2 separate regions of the Anser cygnoides genome follow, and region 1 is linked to region 2. The links are chromatin contacts, called in public Hi-C maps. All regions are on one chromosome and are shown on one strand. Each heading gives the region's core, a stretch centred on a gene start, on an enhancer-like site or on the middle of the called end of the contact. The rest is flanking DNA. Distances are from core to core; before and after follow the strand shown. Region 1 has its middle 22 kb from the start of RHCG. Region 2 holds the start of LOC136791684.

Region 1 (3,631 bases), core at 767-3,266, 61 kb after region 2:
AGCCCTTCCCTGGGGTGACCACGCCATCCCCACACCCTCCCTTGTCCCATCTGGCTGTCTTTGGGCTCGTGGCCCCCCTCCACCCCCAAGCTCAGCACCCCTTTCTGCTATTAACACCCTCTGGCTCTCCGCACACCTGCAGACAATCGGGTCCCCAGCCACCTCCACCTTCCCCCCGCCTCAAAAGCTCCCCTCAGCTGTCTTTAAGCCGTATCTGAAATATGCGGTATGTAGGAGGAGAAATTCAGTCTGACAGCAGTTTAAAACACTGCACTACTTGGCAGATTTAAATGCTATTTTAAATATAAGCTATGACACAACGGACAAAAATAGCATTGAAAATACCCTGTCATGTTCCATATTGCGAGGAGTAGAGAAGCAGACCAGGCTAGAAAGGAGCAGAGAAAGAGGCCAGATGGAGAGGAGAGGTTATTTTGTTTGTTTTAAAGAAACTGGATAAATGTATTTTGTATGTGACTGGGTAAATGTGTTTTATGGAGCATGGAGCCAAAAAATAAAAAATAAATAAACCTTCGCATGAAAATCTACGTGTTGTATTCCATGTGGGATCTGCCAAGCAGGTTTGCTGGTAAATAATTGGGGCGAGGATGTATTTATTACACGGCTGTGTTGGTAATACTCAACACCAGCAGCCACCGGGCTGCTATTGGATTGCACTTGGTCACCTCTGAGCCTTTTCTCCCTCTTTATTTATCCACGATTTAATAGGAATTTGATCTGCCCAAGAAAAAAGGCGCCCTGAAATAGCTGGAAGTGACGTTAACTTGCAGCCCCGCAGCCGGGCGCTGTGGGACATGGGGCGGTTTTCCTGGGTGTTCTCCCAAACACGGGCACACCTGCGGCCGGGGAGGCGAGCCCTGGCCACCTGCTGAGGTCAGGAAACCTGCTCACACCAGGGGAAGGACGGAGCCAACGAGCAGGGGAGCTCATTTATCACACTGCTAGGCCGGGGGTGCTGCCACGGGGCTGTGGGGGGGACGAAGGATGGGGCTGAGCCACCGCTGATGCCCCGGGGTGTGTGTGTATGCTGGCAGATGCCGGGCACTGGTGTGGCTGCAGAGAGCCCGTGTGGCTCTCTGTTGGTGCGGGTGCCAAGCGCTGTGGCCACCTGGGCCCCCAGGGCATGGAGCTGCAGGGGGAGGCTTCTCCTTCTCTGCCCTTTCCGAATCAAAATGCTGCGCTCTTCTCCCAGCACCTCATTGCCACGCGCAGGGCAGGATGTGTTACATCCGCCCCTCTTTGGTCTTCTGCTGGAGGGGCAGAGTTTGGCCATGCAAAAACCCCCGGTGTGGTCGCTCCATCCCCAGGGCCAAAGCAGAGGCAGGGCAGGGCCGGCACCCTGCAAAAAGCAGCCTGCAGGAGGGGCTTTTTGGGGCAGCGCGGCGTGGCTCGGAAACAGCATCACTGCTCCCAGCACCAGGCAGGGAGCGAGAGGGAAGAAAGCTGGCTAAGCTCCCAGAGCATTACCGTGACCTTCACCAGCTCAAGGCTAAGGCAACTGTCAGGGAAGGGCAGCCACGCCGCTGCATCTTAATAAAGATTTCGGAGACCTCCCAGTCGCCTCAGAAGCCCCCTGGAGCTGGGATTTGGCCCTGGGGCTCCCCAGGGCTCAGCACGATGGCCAGGGCACTGCAGCCACGCGGGTACAAAGGGCAGCAGAGGTGCTGAGCAGGGATGGGACGTGTCACCATGGCCTGCGTGGCCACCCTGCAGCCAGAAATGTCCCCCCAGGTGCACTGCAAGCCCTGAGCACACGGCACTGATGGTGCCCAGGCTTGGGCAGGTAGCAAGGGGCTCGGAGCTGCGTGCCGGAGCGGTGGCCGGTGGCATCGCCATCCTGCCTCCTCCTGCCGCCCTGCCCAGCTGCAGCGGCAGCTCCGCTCCCTCCCTCGCTCTTTGTTAAGCGCTGAATTCATCTGACAACTCAAAGAGGGGAGAGACCTCGCGGCCGCAGCGGCCGCAGCGGTTCCCCGGCTCCCCCTCTGCCCTCATTTGCAATGCTTGAGTGGGGATTTCTCTATTTACTAAGCTAACAATGTGGGTTCCCAGGGCCGGGGCTGATGATGACATCCCGGCGCTGGTGGGTGGTGGGGCCGGGGGGGGATTGCATAATGCCGAGGCAGGCGTGGGAAACCCAAGCATCTGCGAGAAAAGTCGCTGCCAGCCGCTTTGAGCGGGGCTCAAAGGGCTCCCGGGGACCCGGTGCCGAGGGCCTGGCGTGGGAGAGGCTGGGGGCTGCCGCCCTGCGCCCCGGCCCGGGCCCTGCCGCCGCCACCGGCTCTGTCCCCGGAAGGGTTAAGGCGGGCCGCGGGGTCTGCTCATTACAGGGCGAAGGGGGAGATGGCACTTGCAAATCCCTCAATTACCCGGGCCAGAAGGCTGCTCAGGAAGAGCTTTATTAACGGTCGCCGTCTTCATTAACCGCTTCTCCACAGCTGCCTAATTACGGCCGCCATTAGACTTCGCGGGGTCTCCCCACCACCGCCCTGACCCCCCGGCCCCCTGATTAACCTTAATTACCCCTCCTTGGCTGGGCGCTCACCTGAGCGGGGCCGAGGCCGGGGGCTGCCTAATTGCGGGCGTCCCCGGCGGGGGCGCGGGGAGGGGGCCGGAGGCGGCCGGCGGCCGCCCGCCCGCTGCACGCCAGATGTTCGGGGCTGAAAAGCGGAGGGCTGCCCTCGCACTGAGCTAAGAGGCGGCAATGAGATCGGTAGCAGGGCATTGAGGGAGGCGGTGAAAGGGTTTCCCACCTGAGCCGATTGGGGCCGAGCGGGGTTTGCTGGCGAGGGAAGGCCGGGGACGAGGGACGCGGTGCTGATGTTTGTCCCCGCTCGGCGTCGGGATGTTGTGGGTCCTCCTCCTCGCTCCTCTCCTCCCGTCGGGCTGTGGGGCTTGGGGATGTCACCTGGGCCTGAAGGGACATCCAGCCCTGGAGGTGGCCTTACGGCGTGTGTCCGTGTTAAATATTTCGGGCTGTCCCTTGCTGCAAGGCCATGGTCGCAGTGGAGGCCACAGCAGGGTGACACCCAGAGCCCTGCAGCTCTCCCACCCATGGGTGCAGCCACCCCCTCCCTGGAGGAGCCCTGAGCACCCCAGACGAGCCTCAGGACACCCCAATCTTCTCGTGGTGGCCCGTTCACCATCTGCATGCCCGGGCGTACCTCCTGGGGACCCGGCGTGACCTGGCGCAGTGATGCTGCTTGCGGCCACCAAACCAGCACGGACGGCAGCGGGGGGGCCCAGGCGGGTGGGGATGGCCCAGCCCGAGGGCCCCGCACCCCCCAACCGCCCCTGCCCTCCGGGGCCTCCTCCCCGAGGAGCTGCCACAAAGCCGCCGCCGCCGCTTTTCTTCTCTCTCTCGCCGAACGCGGCGAAGCACAGCTCCTTGGATGCAGGGAAAATGGAGCCTCTTTCTCCATCTCCCGCTCGGCGAGATGCCCCCACCACCTTCTTCTGCCACCCCCCCAGCCCCCAACACACACCTCCCTTTTGGGAGCAAAAAAAATAGATAATAAAGTTCTTATTTCCACCACATTTGCCATTTCCTGGTCTAAGTAAAGAGTGTCATAAGAGTGACAAGCTAAAAGCCACTGATTACTGTGGATTCATG
Region 2 (4,147 bases), core at 1,369-3,868:
TTTCGCATTTTTTTCTTTCTCTTTTTAATTTTTCTTCAATTCTCTCTTACTTCATTTTTTCTCCCCTATCTGCCCTCTTCTCTCCCTTTCCCGCGGACTCTTATCTCCTCGGCTTTTTTATTTATTTATTTATTTATTTTTCCCGTGTCTCCCTGGAAGTGAAACGCATTTTAGGCCTCAGCCTTAAGGAAACCCGACCGGGAGCGGTGCAGGTGCCCTGGGAGCCTGCACCCGCCCGGATCCCCCCCCCTCGACGTGCCCGGCCCCACCGGGCCAGGAGCGGCCGGGACCCCGGCCCCTTCCCCGCCTCGTCCCGGCCCCGGGAGCCGCAGGAAAGAGCAGCCGGGGGCCGGGCCGCTGCGGCGGAGCCTTTTCAGCGCCGGGGCTGCTTTAGACGTGGCTTTTAATTGCTAAACAAAGCAACACGTTTCCTCAACGCCCGTCGGGAGCCGCCGCTTCCGCGTGAAGTTGGCGAAGCCCCGGTTGTGGGAGGAAAAAGGGGAAAAAAAGAAAAGAAAAAAAAAAAACAACACACAATTAAGAGGAGATGCGGCTCGGGGCGGCGAGGCGCGGGGGGTTACTCTAGGTTGGCTAAAAATAACTTCTCCTAATTAAAGAAAAGTGACGTCAGACGCGCGGGGCGTAAAGAGGGGAAGGCAGCGGGGCTCGGGGCAGGGCGGGCGCCTTCGGGAGCCGCGGGGCCGCCCGGCAAGCGGCCGGCACGGCCGGCGGGGCCCTTCCGAGGGGCGGCCGGCGGGGCCGGGCTGCCCGGCTGCGGGAAGGGGAGCACCGGCCGCTCCCGCTCCCACTGCCCTCGGGGGTGCCCTACAAAAAGCGGGGGGCTCCGGGGCCGCCGCCCCCCCCGGGGGGATTTGCGCGGAGGCTCCGCGGGCGCGGAGCGGCGGCGGCTGCAGCACCATGGCCAGAGCCTTGCCCGCCCCGCCCCGTCGGGGAGGCAGAACCTCCGCCTGGCCGTTTGGGAGACCTCCCCGCTTTTTATTTTTTTTTTTTAATTATTATTATTTTAATCTTTTTTTTTCACCGTCCTTCTCGGCTAAACCGGGCCGCGGCCCGGGGGGTCGTTTTCCCCCGTTGTTCTGCCTGTGAGTGCAGGGAAGGGCAGTCCCCGGTGCCCCCCATCCCGGTGCCCCCCCCCCCCCGACCCTCCCGGTCCCCCAGGTGAGGCCGGGCGCTGGCTGCCTCCGGGCTCTGCCCGCTGCGGCCTCCGGAGCCCCCCGCTCGCTCCCCGCTCCGCTCGCCGCTGCTTTGCGATGTGCCAAGGAGCCATTTTGTACGCGTCCTGCTTAAACTGCGCCCTAAATAATAATAAAAATGATAATAATAATAAAAATAAAAATATATAAACCAACGCCCAAGCGGTAGGAAAAAATCCCCCAAAGGCCAGCAGCGTTTTTCTCCTAGGTGCCGGGCCTCCGCCTGCACGGAGCGGGTCGAGGCGGGGGGCTCGGAGCCGAGCGAAGCGTTGCCGAAAAGCAGCAGGGAAGAATCCCGGGATTTATTTCTGCGGAGAGAAATCCCTTCCCTTACCCGGCGGAGAAAGGGGGGCCCGCTCCCTGTACCCCAGCAGGGGGACCGGGACCGGAGCGGGGCCGCATCGCCGCCGCCGCCGGCAGCCCCCCGGTGCTCCCCGCGGCCGGGGGATAACGGGGACACCCCCGGGGGGAAACTGAGGCCGGGCCGCGGCCCGGGAGAGCCCCTTTCGTGGGCACCGGGCTGCGGGCACCGCTCGGTATCGCCGCCACCGAGGGGCAGCCCCGGGGAGCGGGGCCGGTGGGCACCTTCCCCGGCCCCGGCCGGGGAACGCACGGGCAGCAATCACCGTAACGACGGCAGCAATAAATTAGGGGAAAATCCACAGCCGGAAAATTAAGGAGATCCGATTTGTAGTGGATTTTTATTTTTATTTTTTTTTCCTCTCTCTCCAGGGCAGGTTAGAATAACCTCAGCCAAGCCCCCTCCCGAGCGGCTCGGGGGCGCGGGGATGGCACCGAGGGGCTGGGGAAGGAGCAAAGATTCCTCCCCACCCGCCGCAGCCCCGTCGGGGTGCCCGGGGCACCCCCGGGCCCGTTTCTCGTTAGGGAGGAGGAGGAAGGCAGCCGGGAGGCAGGCAGGGCGGCTCGGCTCGGCTGCGCGCCGGGAGCGCGGAGGGGCTGCCAGGGCTGAGCTTTGAGCTTTCAGCCTAATTGAGCTCCCGTATTTTTATTTTTATTTTTTTTTTAATTTTTATTATTTTATTATTATTATTATTATTTTTCAAAGGAAAGGCGGGGAGGGGGGAAGCGAGGAGAGGAAGAAATAAAGAAGCCGAGCGGAGCTCGCCGAGAGCCGGAGCTGCCGGGACCGGCAGGCTGCGCTCAGCCGCGGCTGCTCCCGCAGCGATCGCTTCGTTCCGCGGCTCCCCCGTTTCGCAGCAGGTCACGTTTTAGCTAAGCCTCAGATTTAAGGCAAAGCAACGTTTAGGAGCGGCGACGGATTACAATTTTTATTTTTATTTTTATTTTTTTTTTTTTTTGCGGGGCAGGTCAGATAAGCATCCCAGATAATCACATTTACCTCCCGGCATTTTATTATTCTTATTGCTGCTGTTGGATTTGTATGCGCCGCGTTCGTCGCCGCACGCACGGCGCGCTAAGAACCGGCGAGGGAAAGAGCAAAACCTAGAGGGGAAATAATGAAAACGGAGGGGAAAAAGGGGTGTCGAGAGGATCCGGGCGGGATCGCAGGCGTATTCCCGGCCCGGCTGCTCCTCGGCCCCGCGTTGGCTGCGGGGAAGGCGCCCTCCGGGCTGCCCCGACGCCCGGCCAGGTGCAGAGGCCGGACGGGGCGGGCGCTGCTGCAGGAGGAGAGGCTGTGAGGGACGGGGGGGGGCAACGGCGTGCTGGGACCGGGGAAAGGCAGAAGGAAAGGGGAGGGAAAAAGGGAAGGAAAATGTACGGGGAAGGGAAGGGAGGGGAAAAAGGAAAGGCCGGGGAAAGGGAGAGGGGAAAGGGCGAAGGGAGGGCGAAGGACAAGGAGAGGGAAGTTAGCTGCAGGTGGGTCCGCTGTGCCGTGCCGTGCCGTGCCGTGCCGGGGTGCTGCCCGCCCGTGCCCCCTCGTTGTTGCCGAGGGGGGCACTATGGGGCTGGGGGGGGGGGGCACCCCACAACGCGGCTCCTCCAGCACGGGCGGGGAGGCGAAGCGCGGCGGGCGGGGGGCAGGCGGGTGCCGGGGCGCCGCGGGAGGAGGGTGCAGCTGGGGGCGTTCCGCTGCGCTCCGCGCCGAGCCGTGCCGAGCCGTGCCGAGCCCGCCCCGTCCCGCCCGCCCCGTCCAGCAGCGGGGGCTCGGCCGGGGCCGGGGCGCCAAAACGCGGGAAAAGGGGGCGCGGATTTAAATGCGGGGCCGCCGATTGGCTGGGGGCCGCGTGACGTCACTTCCCAAAGGGGGCGATTACCATGCGAGGGGAGTAGAAGTTGGGCGGCGGGGCGGGAGCGGGAGCGCTGCTGCTGCCGCCCGGGTCGGGACCGCGCGGGGCTCGGCTCGGCACGGCTCTGCCCGGCTCGGCACGGCTCTGCCCGGCTCGGCACAGCACGGCTCGGCTCCCCGCAGCCCCTTACGGTGCCTTGCTCGCTCCCGCAGCGCGGCTCCGTCTCCTCCGCTCCTCGTATTTATCTTTTTTTTTTTTTTTTTCTCTTTTTCCCCCCTTTTTCCCCCCTCTCTCTCTCCCTCTGTGGCTCCCCGCTGGCAGATCCCGGCCGCTCTGCCTCCCCTCTCCCCCCCCCCCACCGCCGTGTGCCCTCTCCCCGCAGCCGACGGCAGCCCCGCCGGAGGGATGTTTCTGTCTTTGGTTATCTAGCTGTATGAGTGTTGTGGAGCCATCATAAAGCTAGATAACCGAAAGTAGAAATGACTTCCAAACCTGCTCGCCCCCGGGGAAGAGGCTGCAGCAGGACCGGCGCCGCTGGAGCCCGGAGCAGAGGCGAGTCGCGGCCCCGCCACCTCGGGGCTCCAGGTAAGCGCCGCGCCCGCCCCGTCGGGGCGCTCCCGGGGCTCCGGGCGGCGGGACGGGAGGGCGGGGAGAGGCGGCCGAGCCCCGCGCACACGCCCGCAGCGCTCCGGGGCTCAGCACGCCGGGAAGCAGCCCTACAAA

What was found. Hi-C and Micro-C count contacts between places; a contact is called where the count stands out from the background.
Region 1: a contact with region 2 is called in a Hi-C map of fetal liver, with 2.0 times the contacts expected there. The contact joins the enhancer-like site here to the promoter of LOC136791684 in region 2. A contact is called at or near these places in 3 of 7 Hi-C or Micro-C datasets (fetal liver, granulosa cells and liver).

Annotation. Positions count from the first base shown.
Region 1 is chr11:8,489,220-8,492,850 of Taihu_goose_T2T_genome, forward strand. No RefSeq gene overlaps it. Among named protein-coding and RNA genes, the nearest start is that of RHCG, 22 kb to the right of the region's middle. Within about 2 kb of position 2,017, at least 1 of the 3 cell types and tissues checked has open chromatin away from gene starts, as enhancers often do. A contact at or near this core is called in fetal liver, where this site is marked.
Region 2 is chr11:8,427,334-8,431,480 of Taihu_goose_T2T_genome, forward strand. LOC136791684 reads left to right here and starts at 2,619. Exons shown (of 4, transcript XM_067003763.1): 1 at 2,619-4,009. The coding sequence starts at 3,904.